2 separate regions of the Sus scrofa genome follow, and region 2 is linked to region 1. A link is a contact called in public Hi-C data. All regions are on one chromosome and are shown on one strand. The core of a region is the stretch at or near the end of the contact, and the rest is flanking DNA. Distances in the headings are between cores, read along the strand shown. Region 1 overlaps LOC102165006 (a long non-coding RNA gene). Region 2 overlaps LOC102165006 (a long non-coding RNA gene).

Region 1 (4,772 bases), core at 664-3,163:
AATAATGAAACTTTGGAAGGCCTTTGGCAAAAGGGGATCTGTTAGTTTTTCTTTTAAGTTAACAGTTGTGGAAGAGAACAGAATAGTAGCACCAAAACAGAATTGTCTGGATATCATAGGATTAAGAGAAACCTTTGGGAGAATTGACACTCCTAAATGTTTCTGCAAAAGTGGCCTTCTTAATGATCGGGCTGAGAAAGTAGAATAAAACTCAAGCACCTATATGGAAAAAATTATACCGCTCCCTCAAAAATAAATAAATAAATAAGGTCACGATTGTTTGTTCTAAGAATTAATAGTTGCATTTGTAAGATAAAATTTGATAAATATAATATACATACCCTGAATAGTATTTAGTTTTACCTTGAGTTTTTGGTTCCCATTTTAGGTAGATCTGGTTTACCTGGAATTTCTTTTCCTTCACCATCTAATCTCTGGATAACAAAATTCCCTCTATCAGCTATGCCAACTACACATGTGTTCCCACATTATAGTGATAAGTTAGTAGAAGTTAAGTGTTTGCTCACACTGACTAGGCTTAAGAGGTAGCAGTGTCTCTCTGTATCCTCCGGGATCATGTTTTCTTCTTGGTTTAATCGCATATATTCCCTGGTATATTTTAGACGTTCCTCCACAGCTTGTTTTCTTTGGTTGTCTGTGGCTGGATAAGAATAAGCCAAAGGGAAGGCTGCCAAGAGCTCTGTGTGTAGGATGACAGACCCCTTTAGGGTAAGATAGTTAGAAGAACCCTTTGTGCTAAGAGCCCCTCTCTTCTAGCCTGGAGCCCCTTGGGGCCCATCCTTAACTCCTAAAAGTACATGTCCTAGTTGTAATTCTTCAACTCTCCTGAGAAAACAAGCCTGAATCTGGAGTAAAAATGCGGAGTGGTTGTATTTGTCTTCTAATCTTGCTTTCTCATGCTATTTTCTCCTTCTTCCTGAGTTCTGCTGCTTCTAAGCATTAAAAAAGCTGACTCTAAAGCGTTTGGTCCAGGCTGTCTCTACTTGGCTGTCTCTACTTGGCCAGACAGTAATGATCTCAGGTCCCTTTTCTGTAAAGTCTCTGGACTGGCCTAGATTTCTAACAGCACTTTCAGCTTGAGAAGTCTGTGATCCTAAATGAAATTCCCGGGGCATGTATACGAGAGATTGTCCACTACCACAAGTCCCCCGCCAGCCACTCCAGAGTGGCATTCACTGGTGACCGTTCCCCAGCCTGCTTCTCCAACTCACCTTCGTGAGTTTCCCTCCTCTTGAGGATTGCACCGTCGTCTTCCTGTTTTCCTACTTAGCACTCCCCACTGGCCCACTCTCAGCTTCTTGAAAATGATTCCATCATGCCAAATAAATTACAGGGCTAAGTCCTCTCGAAAGACATTTTTATAAGCTTCTTACCAGGGAGAGGTTTTTAGCTTCTTGGAATTTCCATACAAGTTTTTGTTCATAAGCTTTCATTTGCCTGACATACTCTGAACTGCATATATGGTAATTGTGAAAAAAGCCCATCTCCACCTCTAAATTCTAAGGTCTTGGGAGTCAAGAATGTTGCTAATTCAGTTTGGTGTACCTCTCTTTTCCCCAGATCCCTAGCATAGTGTCCTGTTTGGAGTTTAATAACAATCGAGTGAAAGAATGAATGAAATGAATGTGTAAATCTGTGACAGAAATGTGAGCAAAGGCCTTTGAATATCATGTATAAAATCATGTGTAAGAAATTGGCTAAATTTTTTTAAGAAATCATTACGTACAAAGAGAATGCAGGATCACGTTTGAAAAAAGCCAGGCAGGGAAAAATAAGCTTGGTTTCCCAGAGGTTCTCTTCCTCTACTTCTCAGAGATAGAGGAAGAAAAGATTGAGACCAGGTGCCAGTTCTAGGGCAGCTCGCAGTAGGTCAGAGCGCTACTCAGTTTTGTCAGAATGTCAGCAAAACTGTGGAGCAGGTCAGGCTGAACTCTTGCTCGGTCATTAATTCCTTCTTTGCTTTCTCCCTTTCATCTTCATGGGTTTAATTGTAAATTATCCCTCATTCCTCTGGGCTCTGTTTTCTTTTTTCAAGTTTGTTCCGGTGATTGCAGCCCCAAACAAAAAGTACAAATACTAAATTTCCCCATGTGAAGTTAAAAATTAAAAAAGGCCAAGATGTCACATTCAAAATAAACAAGCATTGCTGAAAGCCACCTGGTGGTTGTTGTGGTTACAACTGGTAGGAATTTTTAGAATTGCATCTTTAGGCAATAGGTTAAAAATGCAAATAAATAAACTTCCAAGGGTTTTAACTAAGAGGAGGAAAATAAAGAGTCACACAAATACCTGGATCATTTATATAATCTGATGATCCAGCATAGATATGCCTTCTCTCTAGGATGGTGTGGTTTCCCTTGCAAATTTTGGAACACATAATCAGGGACAGGGCCACCTGAGGCTGAAGTCAAACTGACTTTTTAGTGTCTGGATGCGTATAAACAAGAGACAGCAAACAATTTCCAGAAGAGAAATCACACTGCATTTGGCTTGGCCATCAGTGGTTCCATGTAATAACAACATCACTCACACATAACTTCGTTTCAGTGGCTGATATTAAGAAAAATCGTTGCTTGCAATATGATGCACAGGGCTGTCAAAATCACACATACATGGCCTTTGGTCTGAAAATTATTTTGTTTTTACAGCATCAATTCAGCAGTGAAAAGTTCATAAATTTGTATTAGGAATATGAGGGCTACGTTACATCCCAAGAAGAAAGCAAAACCCTGTTAGTGAGAAAATGTAGGTCCATCTTCTGAAATCGATGTCTAGGTCCAGCTCATGAGTCAAAGGGAATTTTCTAGAAATCAATATTGGATATAGCTCATGTTTTAAAAAAGTGAGGTCTTCAAAGAGGAATGATTCAATATTTCTGATAAAGGTAGTTGCCCCCGCCTCTAATATGACGTCTTAATTGCATCCATGTAGAAGTTTAAAGCTCTTAGGAGAAAATCCTCTTGGACTGAATTGGATAAACGTTGAGGTCTGAGGTGAGGAGGTTTATCTCAGTGAGAGAACTGGTTATTGTTTTGTAAAAGAGAATGATAGGTGGAGTCGCCAACCTAATGCAATAAGCACCGCTTTTAGGAGAAATTTGAAAATAAGCCCATAAAGACAAAACTGAAACCAATCATTTCCTTGTAAGAGAAAAACAAGTAGAATTAAGTCTCAACACCCATATCAGAAAAGTCACTGGGGAGAAGGTTTCTATGTAGATTTAGCTTTGGGGTTCAGCAAGAAACCAGAGGCAGCCAGCAGTTGAGCAGTGACAGTTTGCTGATACTTTGCTCCTCTGTCGTGTGCTCAACAGTCTTCATTTACTAGGAGCCAGCAAGAGAATATTTATGTCGAATGCTTCCTGCTCTGCCTGTAAAAGGGTTGTGAAAGTAGAGAACGTAGAACTTTCTTCCTAGGATCCTCTTTGCTTTCTTCATTGTTCAGTTGAAACAGTCAAGGAGCAAGAGTTGTGATTTTTTTTTTTTTCCATAAAGCAGCTGCCCTTAATAAGAGCTGGATTTTTGACATTAGGTAGAAAACGGATGGAGTCTACAAAGCAACTGCCCTGGAGAAGGAAAATCTCTCCAGTGCATCAGGAATTCTGGTTCCCAAAGCAAACTGAGTCCAAACGCGGCATGACAGCTCATCCTCACGTTACAGTCAAGGGACCAAGAGGGACCCAGACATTTAGGACCTTCTGCCTTAACCGTCTCCTCATCTTTCCCTAAGAGGACATAGTCCACAGCGCCCGCTGACCTGACTGGGTGTGTGTTTTTCTGACCATCACTGCTGAGTCCTGCTGGGGCTCATTCCTCCACTGTGCCCCCATTTTCCCCCATGTGGGAAAGACGCAGGGAATACCACAGATGAACCTTTGTCACCTCGTGTTCTTATCTATTACTTGGTAGTGATCCAGCTCACTTCCTACTTAGAATCTGCCTTCAACCTGCAAGTGGCAACGTGCCTCTTAGCAGGTGGGCTCTGGAGGGAACAGCTGAAGTTGAGCATCTGCCTTCTGATAAGTGCATAGAGTGAGTCACATGAATAATAACTGCAGCAGGTAGGGGCTCTTGATTGGGGGATCCTGAGAGCAGCATAGGGATCAGGAATCCTAACGCTCACAAAATGACTTATTCATGTATCTGCAATGTGCCTTCAAGTTGTCTTTTTAGAAATCAAAGTGTTTCAAAGTTTCCCAAGCTCCTTTTGTTTCAATTTGAAAGTGATTAAAGATGTATATCTGAGTCAGATAAAATCTAAATATGGCGCTGCTTTTGTTTTAGAAACTGTGAAATCTGTTCCATAGAGACTTTAGGTGCATAAGAAAAGAATTTGAGAACCTTCCATTAACCCACTTTCCTTTTTCCTAACAAGAGACCCCCACTCATAAACAAAATAGGATGAATGGGGCAGAAAATGTATTTGAAAGAGCAAAAGACCTTACTGTAAGAAAACAGACCTCTCTGGTCTGATGACTGGGCAAGAGTTTTCAAGGCAGCCTCTTCTGGAGAACACCAGATACTTGTTTCTTGTGTCTAATAAGCAGCACCCAACATAAAAAAGGAAAGAAAAAAAAAAAAGAAAAAGTCATAAGCACAAGGGAATTCCCGTCATGGCTCAGTGGTTAATGAATCCGACTAGGAACCATGAGGTTGCGGGTTTGATCCCTGGCCTTGCTCAGTGGGTTAAGGATCCGGCATTGCCATGAGCTGTGGTGTAGGTCACAGACACGGCTCGGATCTGGTGTTGCT
Region 2 (4,772 bases), core at 1,096-3,595, 67 kb before region 1:
ATTTTGGTTTCATTTCTAGGATCAATTTGGGTCAAATTTTTGACAGCTCATCTTAGTGATAAAGGTGTGGGTATGGAGATGTATTTTCTCTATTTTCATGCTCTGTGGTTAATATCATCCAGGCAAACCCTCAACCGAGTTTCTGGGCACAACAATGTTTAGCACCCTGTTCCTGCCCGGCAGGGGTGTAATGGCTGCACAAAGCCAAGTGGTAAACAAAGGGAAAGGAAGAGCCTCCAACAGTGACATTTTTCCAGGTGTGGAAGGGGTGGTAGGGAAGAGAGAGGGAGGTAAACTCTCAGAAAAGGTGGAAACTGAGCCTCCATGAAGGATGGGCCTTAGCAAACAAAGAGGATGAAATGAGATACCTGGAGACAGGAGGCAGGTGGCTTGCCGGTGGTTCTGGAAGGAAGGTTTAGTGGAAGGGGTTTGGGTAGAAGGTTTAGGAGGGAGGGAGAGTGGGGCCAGAGGGTAGGAGGTGGAGAACCCTGCGAGGGAACTCTCTCACTGAGTTTCTCACAACTTTGAAGTATGGACACTTTCTTTTCAGGACAGGGCGGACGGGACAACATCTTGGTGTCCTTGCCAAGCCCACGAAGGTTCATTCGGATGTTTGAAAAGACGTTAATACCCATGCGTTTTAATACTACCTCCCATTATTGATTGCCACTGTGTTCCAGACACTGCGAAGCACCTAATAGGCATTGTCTCATTTTACCCTCCAGTTATCCCATGAAGTAGAAATGATTTTTCCCCTCACCCTGTAGGTGAGGAAGTTTAACGTCCTGAAACACATGTACATTCACTAACCATAGGTATGTCTGGGTTTCAAGTTGAAAATGTTGGAGTTGACGTTCCCTTCGGGCTGCAGCCTCTGTCATTTATGATGGGCAATTCACTTGCAGCCGTCGAGAATCATCTCCAACATGGAAAGACTCTGTATGGACAACAGTACAGGAAAAGGGTTAAGTGTGACATGAAGTATTCTTAGTACACGAGTACACTTAGGTAAACTGAACCCGGTTTTTTTTTTTTTTTTTTTTTTTTTTTTGTCTTTTGCCTTTTCCAGGTTTGCTCCCACAGCATATGGAGGCTCCCAGGCTAGGGGTCTAATCAGAGCTGTAGACGCCGGCCTATGCCAGAGCCACAGCAATGCCAGATCCGAGCCACGGCTGTGACCTACACCACAGCTCCCAGCAACCCCAGATCCGTAACCCACTAAGCAAGGCCAGGGATCGAACCCGAAACCTCATGGTTCCTAGTCGGATTCGTTAACCACTGAGCCACAATGGGAACTCCTGAACCAGTTTTTTCCCCAAAGTGCTTGTGCAGTTGCAGAGTGTTGATCTTTGAAAGGAAAAAGAATTTATGCCTGTCACTCTAAAAATGTCCAGATGGTGGCGCTACTTCCCCATTGATTCCACACCCTTTCGTAGCAGTTTTAGATGGGTTTGGATGAAATGGAAGTTCGGGAAACCTTAATATGTATGTATTTTCTAATCTATGACTTTATCAGGACCCTTAATTTTTAGAGACTAAATTTCATTAAGTGATAGAAATCAGGATGACTTGGGAACTTATAAAACTTAAACTCTTGTCTTCAACAATATTTAGCTAATTGTTCAGAACTGCTCAGAATTAATTGTTACAAATTAAAAACCTATACAGTTTGGGGTGAATTTTCTTTTGTTGGAAATGGAGTGCTATGTAGAACAAAATTATAATATTCTACCATAGGTAATAATACCAACAAATATCTTATAAATTAAAGAAGCAAGGATGTTACCCCACTCAGCCATAGTATAAAATAAATTAAATTCTGATCATTTAAAATTAGGTGAAAACTTTTCTTGAAAAAAATGAAAGCTCTCTCTTCAGATACATAGGCATGGACATCACCAAGAGATTTTTCTCTTTGACTTGAACCTTATCTTTTACCTCCAAAGCCTTTGAAGTGGCTATTTTGTGTTTGTTTTATTAGAGAAATAGCCCGATTTTGGCCCTGGTACATGTTTCCAGGCCAAATGGTTACATGTTTGATGTTTTGTATCACCCCCTTCTGAGGGCTGTCTCTCCTTTGTTTTATTAGCAGTACGAAAGCCAGCATCCTCGTGGGCCTGGAGAAACAGAATTGCATTATTTATTCTCTTGGAAGTAGCATTAAAGCATTACTTTCCTCCCCAAACAATGTTTTCTAAACATTCTCTCTGATTACACAAAATTTTTAGTCTGTCCAGCTAAACCATATATTTTAAGAGGCATTTTCAAACAAGTATGTTCAGGAACTCAAGTGCTCAGGGACAAAATACAGCCCTCTGTGCAGCGTCTAGAAGTTAAGCTGCCTCCTAATAAATATATGGCGTGTGTAACTACAGGCTTGGGAGGTCTGTTCGTATTCATGGGAGTTAACAGCATAAATTCCAAGGGAATTCAGAGAACAGACACTTAAAATAATACCAGTCAAGTCGCACGAATTGCAGCATACTCAACACAGCCTGTTTAATGTGGTGTAATTTTTATTAGGTAACCGTGTGGCACTTTAAGCCAGAAAACAAAAACAACTAAATAGGCAAAATTTGGGATAATCCCTTTCTAAATGGTTAATGAGAAATAGAGCTGAGAAAACCATTCATCTGACCTGGATACCAAGACGTTTTGTGTAGGCTTTTCCCCAGCCCTGCTCAGCTATCAGCAGTCACGTTTCCAGAACTGCTCACCTGTGCCTTTTAGCTGACATGCTGTGTCTTCACAGTCATGACCATGGCAGCTAATGCTAGCGGGACACTGGCTCTCTTTGCCGAATCCCCCAGTGGCGCCCTGGGAGCGGTTTGTGTGTCTTGGTGAAGGTTATCTTTATTTACCCATGTCGTGGGTCAGCAGACGAAAACCCAAATGCATTAAAATGTCACAGGGCCGTTGCCCTCTGTGACATGCCAGTCTGGGGTGGATCTTGTTCAAATCAGAAGTTCAACAGCTGCAAGGTTTTTGATGGAAATAGGGGTGGCCTTGGTGGGTTATTTTGTACTAACTGTCTGTATTAGGAAAAAAATCAAACAAAGGGACATGGCTTTATCAACTAAGCAGAGAAATCCAAAATGGGTCCACAAAGAATGTGTACAAATATTTCTCCTTTTTTACATTCTGTCCCCATTCCACTCCCTTCATTAAAAGTGACTACGTATCCTGAAAAATTCCTTTTATTTATCAATGAGTATGTGAAACTTTTCCACCGTTAATTTTCTGCATCAGAACCATTTAGTCCAATGTCCTTTCTGGAATAAACCCTTGCAACCTACCTCCCACAAAGAATATAAACTTAGGACATGGAAATTTGAACAAAAAATATAGTTAACTCCGCTTCATTTATTTAAAGAGATCTCTAATAATGAAGGAGACTCTAAGAAAGAGATGTATCTTTGTAAATACAGTGATAGAAGTAAAATGCAGCATTTTGTATCCATAATTTTTTTTTCTTTTTTCTTTTTGGGAAAGTACTTTTGGGAAATGGACAGAAAGGCAGTATTACTTTTCCAGCATTCAGGTTCATGTGCGTTACCGTAAGTGGAGAGAAGAGATTAGTCATGATTACGTTGTGAATGGCGGGATGGGGTCACTTTTACTCTTGATTGTGTGGAATGGAGTTCATGGTTAGTGAGGTCATTGCTTTGCCCTTTTAGAAGTAATCACGATAACCTGGAATAACTGCTTCGTGTGACTTACCTGGAGATGCAGTAACGAATTAACTACTTATTGGCAAAGATATCCATTGTCCTAAAGCATAAAATTTAAAATTGGTGGTATCTCAAGCTCCCTCTCTTTTGCCCACCCTTAAAGTTTACCTCAGATCTCTTAACTGCTGCTGTTTTTTTTCTCTTACAGCTTTCACTAAAGAACTAGGGGTGGTCATCAGACAATAAATTCTCTTTGATATCCCTTCCAATTTCCTTCGAGACGGAATGTAGCTTGCCCCTGAGAAATTTAAAACGCTTTTGTTTGTTGTGGCTTAAATTGCCTCCTGAATTTTTTTTTTTTCCTGGATAACTATAGTTGACAATAGTAAGAAAAAATGAGATGGCTCCAGAGAATACACCATTTAAAAATATATTTTCACCACCCTAATTCCCTTTTGAAATAATGTTTCTGTTAGTGATTAAATAAGGAGTTTGAGTGCCCTGTCATAGTGTCTATAAATAAACTTGAGAACATGCATTATAAAGAGCCATATTTTTACGATCTCATCTCCACTAAACAAAACAATATTTTCTGGCACCTGTACACTCAGTGTTGCATGTAGTTCTTATTATGGAATTTCCTTTCTCCTTTTGAGATTGAAGATAATTACTGAATGTGATAGAAACTTTATAGCCATTAAAAATAGAACAGAAAAATGTTACCAGACGGTAAGTTGTTCAAAATAAATATGAAACAGGACTTGAGTTCTGTTTTGAATACTGGTTGGCTCTGCTAGGTTCCAAAAGGATGTAGGTTTCATTTCTTGCCTCTTGCTTCTTTAAAAAAAAATTTTTTTAAGAGCTTAGGAAAAATGCTTACTGAAACATTTAGTAGATTTGCTGGGGTTTTTTGTTTGTTTGTTTAAAATGGCTGAATTTAAAAATTTTCAAATAGCTTAACCTATACGTGTCCTTTTCCAATCAGCTTTGGCAGTGCTGTTTTGGAGATTTGGGTTGGTTTAAGCAGAGGGAATGGCATCCAGAAATGTAACGGTAAAAACAATCGTCCACGGGCCCCCCTGAACCTTCCCATATTCAACA

The links. A called contact is a pair of places that touch in the nucleus more often than the background predicts.
Region 2: a contact with region 1 is called in a Hi-C map of liver, with 8 times the contacts expected there. The contact joins two enhancer-like sites. A contact is called at or near these places in 1 of 5 promoter capture datasets (liver) and 3 of 47 Hi-C or Micro-C datasets (embryonic fibroblasts and liver).

What each region holds. Positions count from the first base shown.
Region 1 is chr18:46,850,537-46,855,308 of Sscrofa11.1, reverse strand. The region is part of intron 1 of LOC102165006 (a long non-coding RNA gene); the gene reads left to right. Among named protein-coding and RNA genes, the nearest start is that of TRNAK-UUU, 200 kb to the left of the region's middle. Within about 2 kb of position 1,913, at least 6 of the 83 cell types and tissues checked have an H3K27ac peak or open chromatin away from gene starts, as enhancers often do. A contact at or near this core is called in liver, where this site is marked.
Region 2 is chr18:46,918,319-46,923,090 of Sscrofa11.1, reverse strand. The region is part of intron 1 of LOC102165006 (a long non-coding RNA gene); the gene reads left to right. Among named protein-coding and RNA genes, the nearest start is that of TRNAK-UUU, 140 kb to the left of the region's middle. Within about 2 kb of position 2,345, at least 7 of the 83 cell types and tissues checked have an H3K27ac peak or open chromatin away from gene starts, as enhancers often do. A contact at or near this core is called in liver, where this site is marked.